Linked DNA regions of Mus musculus: regions 1, 2 and 3 are each linked to region 4. Evidence: chromatin contacts called from public HiChIP or PLAC-seq and promoter capture Hi-C data. All regions are on one chromosome and are shown on one strand. The core of a region is the stretch at or near the end of the contact, and the rest is flanking DNA. Distances in the headings are between cores, read along the strand shown.

Region 1 (2,830 bases), core at 196-2,695, 150 kb before region 4:
CTACAGAGGTGGGATGTCAGCAGGCGGTTCATCCTCTGAGGGAAAGTAGACTCTTCTCCATTGTACTGTAAGCCTTCTTCTGGTGACAGTTTAAAGAGTGTCCTTAGGAAAAGGTCAATGATCATCATGTCTTCCACTGGCAAGTCCGTAAGAAAGAATAAGCCTTGAAGTTCTTTATAAAGGTCACTCCACTCCCCACCTCTGGGCTTGGCCAATGGTCTTGCAGCTGCAGGCCTTGGACTCAGGACTTCCAGAAATCCTGGAAGGCCATCCGCACCACTCTTGGTAAAGGAATGGCCTCAGCTGCTATGCGAGGTCCTGGGAGAGAGCTTGGAGAGAAGCCATTCCTCAGGGGAAGATGACCTAGGCAGCCCCAGTACATAACGTCAAAGTGATTTGTTAACCACCTCAAACGGTTCACCCAGCTCCACGCGTGTTGCAAACATAGTTGCATTCACCGGTAGTTATGGGACACCAGTCCCCATTGTCATTAGTTATGAGACACCCATCACAGTTGTCATTCACTCTTCCTGACTGCCAGCAATTAATTTCACTTAACAAATATTTATTGACTGTAGACTAGAGCACTGCACGGGGAAAGTGGGCTCCACCACGTATACAGTGAGCTGGCTTCAGCCCTGGTACCGGAGGCAAACAGTAAACAAGCAAATTCCTTAGGCATTTATTACAATTAGAAGCATATTTACTATGATGCTAATGAAGCATAAGCTTTGGGGACCTCTGGCTTGCACAGCCTACTCAGAAGGTCCTGAAGGGACTGAGTCGAGCGCACATATGGGGGGTGGGAAGTAGGCTAGTAATTTATGCATGAGCTATGTTTTGTAACATTGGCAAAAAAAGCAATATATCTGTGTATCCTTTCTTATAGAAGGTGCCCCGAGTGTATAACCTCTTGATTGCAAGGTAAGGAGCTGTGCATAGATTACTTACCTGTGAACAGCAGTGAAAACTGCATTCTGGCCTTTTGTGGGAAAGCAACTGTGAGCCGCCTCATCTGCAGTTGCTATAAACAAACCAGTTCTCATTTGCCTGTTTTCCTTTCCCAATTGCTCCAGGTTTTCTTAAATGCAAATAGGAGTTGATAATGCTCAGCCTCGGGAGCAGGGGCGGGTGGGTGGGTGGCAGAGAAACTTTTCCACCATTGGAAAGTAAAATTCATAAGTAAACAGAAGAGCAAACACATTGTTTGCTGAAAAGCAGCCTGCTCTGTCTTCGTGGCTTCCTTGCCACAGAGAGAAAGAAGGGATGGGGGAAAAATGACTTTTCAAAACAGCATTGAGAGTATTCAAGGACAGTTGAATTAGGATCTGAGGGAGTTAAAAGTGCAGAAGTGAGAAATAAAAGGGAAGGCATAAAGGGAGAGGCCCCCTGAGCCAGCAGGGCCTGGCTTGCAGGAAGGGGTCGGAGGGCTTCCCAGGAGATCGTGGTAAAACCACAAGGCAAAGTGGGTAGCAGCCGCCGGGCAGCCGCAGCCTTGACAAAGATGGATGTGCACATCCTCTCCGATGTTGCATAGATAGCAGCAATGATTGGGGAGATTAAAGTGAAGATTTTAAGTCCGTTTTAGTTAAAGGCTTCAGAAAGCCTGGGTGACCTTAGAGATAATCTCTAAGACAGATCAAGGAAGAAATGCCTCCTAGTTTTAATCTTTAAAAATATATTTATTGCTCGTTTGAGAGTTTCAATGTACCTTGATTATATTCACCCCTACTGTGTTCCCTAATTCCTCCCAGATCCACCTTCCTACCTGTCTCTACTTCTTGTCTTCTTTTTACAAAATAACCTATTGAGTCCAATGTCACCCATAAATTCCTGGGTGTACTTCATCCACCAGAGCACAGTCTACTTGCCAGGGGCCACACCCTAAGAGAAAGTGAATTCTCCCTCCTACTACTTCCACCAACTGGGCCCTGATCCCTAAAGTCTCTCTTACCTTCCAACAGCACCAACAGTTGGGTCCAAACCATAAACATATGAGCTTCGGGGAGATGTTTAAAATCTAAACCACAACAATAAGCAAAAAGCTACTTTCTACTTAATATACCATCGTTTCCACAAAGGACAAAAACATGGCCACAGTACACAATGAACACTGCTCGGAGGAGCTGAATTGTGTTCTTCCAAATGCCTGTATTGAAGTGTGAGCCTTTCACACGTCACTCCAATATGTCTGTGTTGTATGTGAGACTAGGGCTCAGACACACAGCGAGATGACCGTAGGAAGACACAGAGAGAGAGTAGCCACCCAGACCACCAAGGTGATGGGCCTCAGGAACACAAACCTTGCTGATACCTGATATCAGACTTGTAGCTCCCAAACTGTGGAAACACATCACTGGTCTGTACGTCAGCATTTGTTACAGCAGCATTAGACGACTAATACAAACCAGTACTGATGCCAGTGGTGGTGGAACTCTGGGTCAGGAATGGCCCTACAGAAAGAGCCCTGGTGAGCCTAGACAAAAAGCAGTGCCCATTGCTTTCCTGAGACCTTTGCTCTGTGTGTACACTGGTTGTTCCAGTTTTGTCTTAATGTAGTGAAACTCCACTGTTTCCCTGTTGACAGGGAGGAAGTGAGGGAAGAACTTGCATGGTTACTCTGAATGTAAAGTGATATTAATGGGTGTCTCCTTTGTCTTACAAAGTAGAACATAACTTACCAAATGACTCAGCAGCTCCTCTCCAAGAAATTTTACCCCAGAGAAAAATTTTAAAATGCAACAGAGAGACATATATGCAAATGGCCATAGCAGTTTTATTCTTAATAGGCAAACTAAAAATCTAGATGTCAATCACGGAGAGAGTAAAA
Region 2 (2,921 bases), core at 3-2,502, 230 kb after region 4:
GAAGAAGTTTTGTGACTGCTTTGATAAATAGAGATCTGCAGAAGAGGTGGTGCTGTGTAGCTCCCAGGGCTGGCTAAAGAGCTGTATGACTTCTATTGAATTCTCTCAGAGCTCTCTCTTCAGGACCCTACAGTTGCTATGAAGGAGATTTGTGTACTCTGAGATCCCTGGTCAGAGAGAGTATTGGATGGATGAGGAGGGCCATTCTAGCCCTGGCTATCAGAGTCTTCCTGCAAAACTGCTGGTCACATGATGACAACCACATGCAAGACCCAAGTGGAATGTACTTAACAGCTTGGCCAACTCTCCATCACAAGCAGATGATGAGTGGCATTAAGCCAGTGCCTGGGGTTCGTACATAGGGAAAAAGAACCTGGAACACACAGACCCACTGCTACTCTATGCTTTGAAATAAATGAAATTTTATCTCCTTTTAACCTTTCTTTCTTATTTGTCAGTTCGTCAGGAACAAAAAGATACCTACTTAATTGGCCTCCTAAAATTTCAACTATATTTACCTCATAAAGAATATCCATTCTCCACTCTGTGGACATAGCAGAATATTAGATCCCGTTTTAATGACTGGGAATGTCTTCTGGGGTGACTAAACTCTATTGTCACTTTGACAGGATTTAGAATCACCAAGGAGACAAACTGGTGTGTGTGTGAGCATGCGCACAGGTGTGATGATATTTCCTAAAAGGTTGAATTGAGGAGGAAAGACCCAAACTGAGCAGCACCCTCTCGTGAGCAGGGAACCAGTATGTTTGCTCAGGTTCTGTTTCCCCTCCTGAGAGGAAATAAAGGCAGGAATGGCCAGGAGCAGAAGAAGCCTCCAGCAGAGGTGAATGCAAAGAGAACAGACTCTCAGGGAGGAAGCGTGAGTGAGACAGCAATTTATGCCTTTGGAAGGTGGGTAGGGGCTTCCCGGGTGTGTGTACATCTTTGGCTGAGGCCAAGGTGCTGGGGCTGCCTCATTTGCATAAGGAGGAATTCCAGGTGCGGCTGAACACGACCTTATAAGTGGAGCGGAAGCTTAACCTGGCTACTGGACAGTGCGACCTGGCTACCTGTGCCTGGGTCAGGGGAGCAGTGATCCTCCCGCCAAACTCAGGACAAGATTACTGGGGTTTGGACCTGCCTCAACCACACTCTTGATCTGGGCAGGCTCTTCCTCCCCAGCCCCACCTGGATGTCATAGAAGAGGAAAGAGAAGAAAAAGAGAACTGAGCACCACCCATCCCCCGCCCTGCCCCCGAGTCATGTGATCAGCTGCTTCAAGCTCCTGAAGCCAAGACATCACTGCCTTGATGAACTGTACCCTCAAAGCTTGGGCCAAAACAAACGTTTCCTTCCTTAAGTCTCTTTTGTCAAGCATTTTGTCAGAATAATAAGAAGAGGAAACTACTAAGCCTTGTGAAAGACCCGAATTGCAATGACTCTTTGTGAGAATGCGCTTACGTTTGCTCAAACCCGGAGCAACATTAACCAATTCACTTCTTCCAAATATCTTCTGGCAGATGTCGTATTCTCCGTGGCTGGAATAATTCATTGTGTTGAGGCTCACTTTCATTTGGATGAATTCAACATGCTTCAGCTTTTTCTTCCAAAAAAGGTTTCAGGAAGTACAGGGGCCTCACAGTTGAGCGTGCATGAGAGGCACGTGGAGGGCCCGCTACACCCATGGCTTCCTGGCCTCGTCTGTGGAGCTGCTGCTTCCGGGAGTCTGAAGTGGGACTAGCCAGGTCACAGCTAACAAGATCCCAGTGTGCTGACGCTGTGATCCAGTGGCCGTGCCTTGAAGCTTGGCCTCTAGCTTGTGCTAGATGGAACCTTTGAGCGCGTTGAGAGAGCTGGGCCACCATTCTGGTTGTCTCATCTTCTAATGAAATGCAAAGATTCCAAGTAAAGCAATGTTCCTAAGAAAAGTGAAGGTCCCTGCACATGTCAACACAGTCTGGAGGATAAACAACAATAACGACATAGGTTTCTACGTGTCTGGGGCCACATGGTCAGGAAACTGGCTTAACGAGATTGGCTGTGGACTTAAGTACTAATTTTTTTTTCAAAGTCCCATAACAACATAATAACATGGCAGCTGAAGGCGGCACCAGAATCCACTAATTCATTTTCTGTCTGTTCCCTCTCGGATCCTTATTCTTCCCAGAAGGTTCTACAGTGCAGAAATAAAAAAGAAATAATTACCATGGGCCTAGTGCTATACACATGTACGCAGCCAAAGCCACTTTCCTAGAAGAGTAGAGACACTTCCTGGGTGGGACAATTAATCAAACTGAGGTCCAGCATCACTGGAGAAAGGGGGAGCTGTAGCCCCTCCTTTACAAGCTGAGAATATCGAATGATTTAATACATATAAAGCTCTTAGATGCAGGCCAGCTTCGTAGAAATTATTTTCTTTTCTCCCCATTTTAAAGATGGCTCCCAGGGTTCTGAGCATGTGGGAACAGACATCACCTGGGTTGACACCTTTCTCTCACTCCGGGGGACTTAGGGTCAGATGTATGTCACCTCTACCTGCGAAAAGCATTGCTGATGGAAAACAGCACTGTCTCAGACAGAGCGCTCATGGAGACTGTGCTGTTGTCAGAAAGACCAGTTCGGCCACAGCAGGATCCTTTTTGAGGCTCTTCACGCACATGAGAAAGGATCGAATGCAAAGCAGGAATAGGTGGATGTCACCTGTGGGTGGGGGACAGTCCTGCTGCTGCCATCCTTCCCTGCTTCTGGGTTCTGTGTCTCCCTTCGGGCTTTCCGGATCTTGGGATAAATAAAGTAAGACAAAGAGAAGCCCTTTCTACTGCCGTTTTACCTTGGGTACATGGGACAAAGCTTCCTTCATCAGTTAAAGCTGACACTATTTCACAGGACATGCTCTGGTGACCCTGTTTCATCTAAGGCCA
Region 3 (2,804 bases), core at 228-2,727, 180 kb after region 4:
CAGGTGCTGGATGATAGACTTACGCACTACATCTGCAACAGAAGTAATCAGGCGCATGGTACATTGGTCCTCCAAGACCTGTCCGTGAACAACGAACTGGCTTCATCTGTCCAGTCCTTCCATGCCTATATTCCTCCAGGTTGTGAGCCTTTGGGGACTGTGTTTGGGTGATTTTAGGACCACACAAGACCATAGGAAAGCTATACTGCAGGGATAAAATCCTTAGCCAGACCAAATCCTTGCCCAGGCGAATACGGCAGGCCTGGAATATCTCCTCAGATCGAGAGCCTCACCACCTTCTTTGCATGGCACTTCAATCTTGGGTAACTTGGTAACTTACCCAAGGTTACACAACTAATAAGTAGAAAAGCTGAATTCAACTTCAGGAGGCATGAGTTCACAGTCTGTGGATATAATCCCTAACTACATCACCTCTACCAAGATCTGCCATGCCTAGGGGCAGAAGGAATGGATCTGTGATGCTGGAAGTCCAGGCAAATCCATGGGGACGATACGCAGGGCTCAGCAGTTCTTGACACCCTCGCATCTCCTTCTGCAGGAGTCCATTGGGTCTTCCATGAGTCTCCGGGTGAGATACACAGGACAGCTGAGCTGTAGGTAGTGTTTTTCAGGTCTCACAGTATATTTTCCCAGGATGTCATTATCCCCGCAGATCAAATGCCCCCAGAGGAAGCCGCTCTCAGTCCTTCTAACCAAATAAGCATGTTCACACTTCCCAAGATCTCTGATTATGTGCCTGAATAGGAAATTCAGTTTCTGATTAATAAGCATCTTTGCCTTTATGTTTCTACAGAAAGCATTTTGTGCTAATAATAAGATGCTTAATAATGAGATGCCCATCAATGGAAGGGAACCGGCAATGGGGAAACAATGTCGGACCATGTTTAAATGTCACTGTTTTAAAAATGCCCACTTGAAAGAATTGTTCCCAAATCACTAGGTGTTGCAAAGTAGAGGATTTTTTGGTTCTTTTTTTCCCTTCTCTCTCTCTCTCATTTTACTTGTGTTTCGGGTCTGGTTTGCATTTTTTTCCAAAAGGTGCTGGGTCTGGAAGTAACAGAGCATCCAGGCTGGCGGAGCTCACCGTGTGACATTGCTGCCAAGCTCAGGACAATCTGCTTCTCCCTCTGTACCCTCAGAAACTCCATCCCTACATTCCCAGCCTGACACATGCCAAGCTTCCCCATTCATCCTTGCCTGTCATTAAAGTGTGCAGCTAAACAGTGGGTTGGAGAACACATCATCTAAACTGTCCAAACACGGACTCAAGTGTATGCAAGAGTCCCGGACTAGATTCAGGGTGTGGAAGGAAAGGGATTCAAATTGGCCAACAGTCAAAATGTCATTTAAAAAAGCAGACACACAAAAAAGCCGAGCCTGTGAAAAGAGCTAGATTGACGCCCATTAGTGCACACAGACTTGAGTCCTGTGGCTTCTGAGCCCTGGCTGTGCTTGCTTCCTCTGCCTTGCTTGCTCTGCTCGTTGACTGGGAAGTGACAGCAGCCGAGGTCCTGCGCTGAATGGAACCTGACTACAGCCTTCCCAGCTCCTGCCCTAAAATCCACTCTATCTTAGCTATCTTAGTGAGGTCAGGCTATGGGTGGATCCAAGCAGCCACTTTGGCCTTTCAATATCATCTTATATAGGCACTTAAAGTGTAACTGCCTCTCTGGCCAGTGAAGAAGAAGCAACTCTAAATGTGCCGAGGCTTAACCCAAGGAGGGGTTACTTGCCATTCACGATGCTTGAGTGTGCCCACCTGAGTTCGGGTGCTGAGACGGAATCCCACTTGCCAGTGTGGTGAGCAGGGAACTTCAGGAAGCCACTGGGTCGTGGGGATTCTGCCTTCACGACCAGATGAAGGTTGTTACTGCAGAGGCAGGGTGGCCTCCGTGTGAGTGGAGTCCCTGTAAGAGAGCAAGTTCATCCCTGCCTTGTTCTCTTGCCTTCCTGCCTTCCACCACAGGATGATCCACCATGTGGAGCACGAAGACCCTCATGAGGTGCCAGACTTGACATTGAACTTTCCAGCTTCCAGAACGTTAAGGAGTAAATATTTTTCCTTTATGAGTTGCTACATCCGTAGTATTCTATTATAACAGCACAAAGCAGGTCAGAGCACCATCATACTTCCTGGCCTTCACAGTACAGTGGAGAAGTCCCACTCACCACAGACCTCGGAATTCAGACTGACAGAAGGACCATCTCTCCAACACTGCTCCACCAAGAAGCCTGGTGTGCTTACAAGGTGACAGGAAAGTGACACCATTAAATATTCTCAATACTCATTGGTCAAAATCTATCATATGAACCTGTATAATCACAAGAGAGCTGCGCTACAATGAACACAGTTTAACCAGCACAGCACAGGTGCCTGTGTCCCGTCTCTAAGGAGCAGGTTGAAACACGTAACTAAGCCAATCCTTCGGCCCAGCCATGCTGTAGAATTGATGTATGAGTTATTAGGATACAGGAAGACCCTTGAGGTTGGATGCTCTGTGAAGCCTAAAGCCGTATCTTTGTTCTTACGTCAGAATTGATCAGGATCCCTTACTTATCTCCAGAATAATCAACTCCTATGTTTATCCTTGTTTTTTATTATTATTATTTTATGGAAACTGAGTTTGCTACCCCTTTCCTGGCTCAGGGGCCTCTGCACTGGGGTGGGGAAAAACAATAGATTCCTGGAGCAGAGCCCTCAGCAACCTGCGTGCCGACTTGAGTTTTAACGTCCATATCCTGCAAAAGGCCTGTGAGAGCCGCAGTTTCTGCGCACCGCTAAG
Region 4 (2,903 bases), core at 168-2,667:
ACTTAAAGAACCCCCAAAACAAACGTTTATCTTCTCTACTTCATAACGTTAACTGTAGACCCGGATACTATAAAAACCCAGATTGTTACTGTCCACCCCCGGATAGCCACAGTGACTGTGAAATGTCCCTAGGTAGAAATTGTCTTAAGAGAATTACTTTAGGAGTTGGAGAGTTGGGTCAATTAGTTAAGAACAAGAAAGTTGGCGCATGACTTTAATCCCAGCACTTGGGAGGCAGAGGCAGGCGAATTTCTGAGTTCGAGGCAGCCTGGTCTACAAAGTGAGTTCCAGGACAGCCAGTAACCCTGTCTCGAAACAAACAAACAAACAAACAAAGAAACAAACAAAGAACAAGAGTAGTTGGGCTCCAGGCACCCACAAGATGATACACAAGCATCCGTAACTCTAGTTTCAGGAGATCTGACATCCTTCTGACCTCCCTGGGCACTAGTCACACACGTGGCACACACACATATTCATGTAAGTAAAACACTCATACACATTAAAAAAAAACTTTAAAAGGAAATTATTTTGCTTTTATCTTGCTCCTAAGGCAGACCACAGTCGGATCGAGTTGGGGAAAGGGGGACTCAGAGGGGATGGGGCGGGGGGGGGGTGTTGAGGGTGAGATTAAAAAAATAATTAACACAAGAGAAAAGGCACCCAAATGCAAATAGGTTTTAAAAACCGAGTTTCAAAGCTAACTCCTTCACAGGATGCCTCTGTAGTCCACTGGCCCAGTTTCCACAAGTCTCAGCAGGAGCTTGGCTGGGTGGAGGTCCACGCTGGCCAATAGAAATCAGCTGTATTCTTACAGGTTTCGCAGCAGGTGGAGAAACTGAGCATGAAAAATTACTTAAACGTGGGCTCGGTCTTTTACTGAGGTCAGGGGTGCCACGATCCGTCCTCCTCTACCAACAGGAACAGAAATAAATGTTGGGGACCCAGTTTCCTAATCCCTTCGCCCGGCAATCCCGACTAGTAACACCTCCACCATAAGCCGAATATATTCTCCCCGCTCCGGAGCTTGCTGGAGGGACCGGTGGTTGTCCTTTATTGTCTAGGGAGCACCTGCCAGGTGGCTGGCCCGTACCTAATGCGCTCGTGGCGCTGGGCTTCACAAAGCGCGGGCAGCACCTGCGTGGCCAGCCAGCCGCCTGGACTGAAGGACCACCGATGGAGGGAGAGTGCTAGGAGGAAGAGGATCCAGGGTGGAGGGCCTGTGGGGGCTCCTGGTCTTAGAGGGCACAGCGCCCCCGGGATCAGCTTATTGCAGCCCGAGAGCCCCGGGCACTAGGCAGCGGGAGGGAGTGCGACCCGGGCGGGAGAAGGGAGGGGCGTGGCCACGAGCTGGGAGGAGGGCTGGAGGAGGGGCTGTCGCGCGCCGCTAGTGGCTCTGGGGGCTCGGCTTTGCCGCGCTCGGTGCACTTGGGCGAGAGCTGTAGCAGAGAGAGGAGCTCAGAGTCTAGCGCAGCCACCGCGATGAGAGGCGCTCGCGGCGCCTGGGATCTGCTCTGCGTCCTGTTGGTCCTGCTCCGTGGCCAGACAGGTGGGAAAGAGCGGCAGACAAGAGGACTGCACCCTCTGTGGGCGCAGCCCGGGTCCGGGAGGGGTGCCACCTGGGTGCGTCCGGAGTGGTAGCTGTTGGCTTTTCCCATGCCTACCACCTCGAAGGTGGTAGGCGGCCGCGGGACTCTGGTGGCCCGCCTCGCTCACCTGAGCTGAGAGACCTCAGCCCGGGTGGTGGAGACCCGGGGCCGAGGGTCTTCTGGGAACCCAGGCAGCGAGCTGCAGGCTGCGGGCGAGTTTGGTGATGCTTTTGTGCCGACTGCGCGCGGGTGGCAGGGGCGGGCGGCCTCGGGCTTCGCACCGAGAGCGTCCTCTCTCCGAGCGAGGTGCGGCCACGGCTTCCTTTTTGTTAAAAGTTGCGCGTGGGTGACCGACGCCTGGGACAACCAGCCCACGGGTCCCGGACACACGCCGGGCAAAGTTGGAGAGCCTTTTCTTGCGGCCGCTGCTTCCCCACCTCGGGCGCTCTTTGTGCACAGTGCTGGGGACGCAACTGCAGCCGCTCTCATCGTGCGCGGCGCCACCCGAGGAGACGAATCTCGGGCTTGCTTGCCCCCACCCAACTCCGTTTTTTGCACGGGGAGCACGCGGCGTGAGGCTCTGGGGCGGGACCCCACGAGCCTGTAGGTGGCGGCTATGGGGACAACTTGAGCCGGGCGTGTGGCGAGCAGCCGCTAGGTTGCAGACTTTTTCCTTTTGTAAATCTCGTGCTAGGGGCTCGCCCCTCTCTGCAGCCGCACGGTGTTCGTTGCTGCCACGCGCCAGGGAGCTGCTGTAGCCTACGTTGGTCGCCAGCTTCTGGGAATCAGGGACTGCGTGCGGGGACGCAGCTGTTCTTGCCACCTCGTGCGCGCTGGACCAGGACCGAGTCAGTTCTCCCCAGCTTTGGAAACCTCTGGTTTCAGTGTATGCGACTTGTAATCGCAGGTGGCCGTTTTTTTTTTTTTTTTTTTTTTTTGGAGGGGAATCCCGAGATCCAGAAACCCTCTCCCACGTGATAGCCATACTCAGGGCTGCCTGGGGAGGCTAGGGGGTGGGGGAGAAGGGGTAAGCTTTCTGCAAATAGCATTTGTTTCTTCAAGCTGTTGGGAAAATCTTGTTACCTTTTGCAGGGTAACTTGGGTCTCAAGATCTTAAGGTTCCGGAGCTCCTCAGCCCTGCCCCTTTTTTTGCCAGGTGTCGCTGGTGCACTGCCCGTGCAGGTTGCCTGCTTAGTCCTGAAGCCCTGCTCCCTCCTAGGTCATTTTCAAAACAAAAACCAGAAACCCTTTTAGGTTACCTTGATGCTATAGGCTAGAGACAATCTGCACGCTGCAATAAGGCGTCAGATGGCC

What was found. Promoter capture Hi-C pulls out the DNA fragments that hold promoters and counts their contacts. HiChIP or PLAC-seq counts read pairs in DNA pulled down with a chosen protein or histone mark.
Region 1: a contact with region 4 is called in a promoter capture Hi-C map of the HPC-7 cell line, with 6 times the contacts expected there. The contact joins the enhancer-like site here to the promoter of Kit in region 4. A contact is called at or near these places in 2 of 39 promoter capture datasets (the HPC-7 cell line and HPC-7-derived erythroid cells), 1 of 484 Hi-C or Micro-C datasets (nephron progenitors), 5 of 115 datasets of contacts at active chromatin or transcription factors (embryonic forebrain, embryonic stem cells, fetal liver and 2 more) and 1 of 9 other capture datasets (pancreatic islet).
Region 2: an H3K27ac HiChIP or PLAC-seq map of the HPC-7 cell line shows a contact between it and region 4, with 8 times the contacts expected there. The contact joins the enhancer-like site here to the promoter of Kit in region 4. A contact is called at or near these places in 2 of 39 promoter capture datasets (both in liver), 1 of 484 Hi-C or Micro-C datasets (nephron progenitors) and 9 of 115 datasets of contacts at active chromatin or transcription factors (the HPC-7 cell line, cardiomyocytes, embryonic basal ganglia and 6 more).
Region 3: a promoter capture Hi-C map of the HPC-7 cell line shows a contact between it and region 4, with 2.8 times the contacts expected there. The contact joins the enhancer-like site here to the promoter of Kit in region 4. A contact is called at or near these places in 6 of 39 promoter capture datasets (3T3-L1-derived adipocytes, the HPC-7 cell line, hematopoietic stem and progenitor cells and 3 more), 7 of 484 Hi-C or Micro-C datasets (the G1E-ER4 cell line, cumulus cells, group 2 innate lymphoid cells and 3 more) and 4 of 115 datasets of contacts at active chromatin or transcription factors (embryonic forebrain, fetal liver, large pre-B cells and 1 more).

The regions. Positions count from the first base shown.
Region 1 is chr5:75,428,021-75,430,850 of GRCm38.p6, forward strand. No RefSeq gene overlaps it. Among named protein-coding and RNA genes, the nearest start is that of Gm24502, 130 kb to the right of the region's middle. Within about 2 kb of position 1,446, at least 2 of the 459 cell types and tissues checked have an H3K27ac peak or open chromatin away from gene starts, as enhancers often do. A contact at or near this core is called in the HPC-7 cell line, where this site is marked.
Region 2 is chr5:75,807,504-75,810,424 of GRCm38.p6, forward strand. No RefSeq gene overlaps it. Among named protein-coding and RNA genes, the nearest start is that of Gm32558, 130 kb to the left of the region's middle. Within about 2 kb of position 1,253, at least 28 of the 459 cell types and tissues checked have an H3K27ac peak or open chromatin away from gene starts, as enhancers often do. A contact at or near this core is called in the HPC-7 cell line, where this site is marked.
Region 3 is chr5:75,755,009-75,757,812 of GRCm38.p6, forward strand. No RefSeq gene overlaps it. Among named protein-coding and RNA genes, the nearest start is that of Gm32558, 81 kb to the left of the region's middle. Within about 2 kb of position 1,478, at least 9 of the 459 cell types and tissues checked have an H3K27ac peak or open chromatin away from gene starts, as enhancers often do. A contact at or near this core is called in the HPC-7 cell line, where this site is marked.
Region 4 is chr5:75,573,570-75,576,472 of GRCm38.p6, forward strand. It overlaps Kit (KIT proto-oncogene receptor tyrosine kinase), which reads left to right and starts at 1,418. Exons shown (of 21, transcript NM_001122733.1): 1 at 1,418-1,549. The coding sequence starts at 1,483.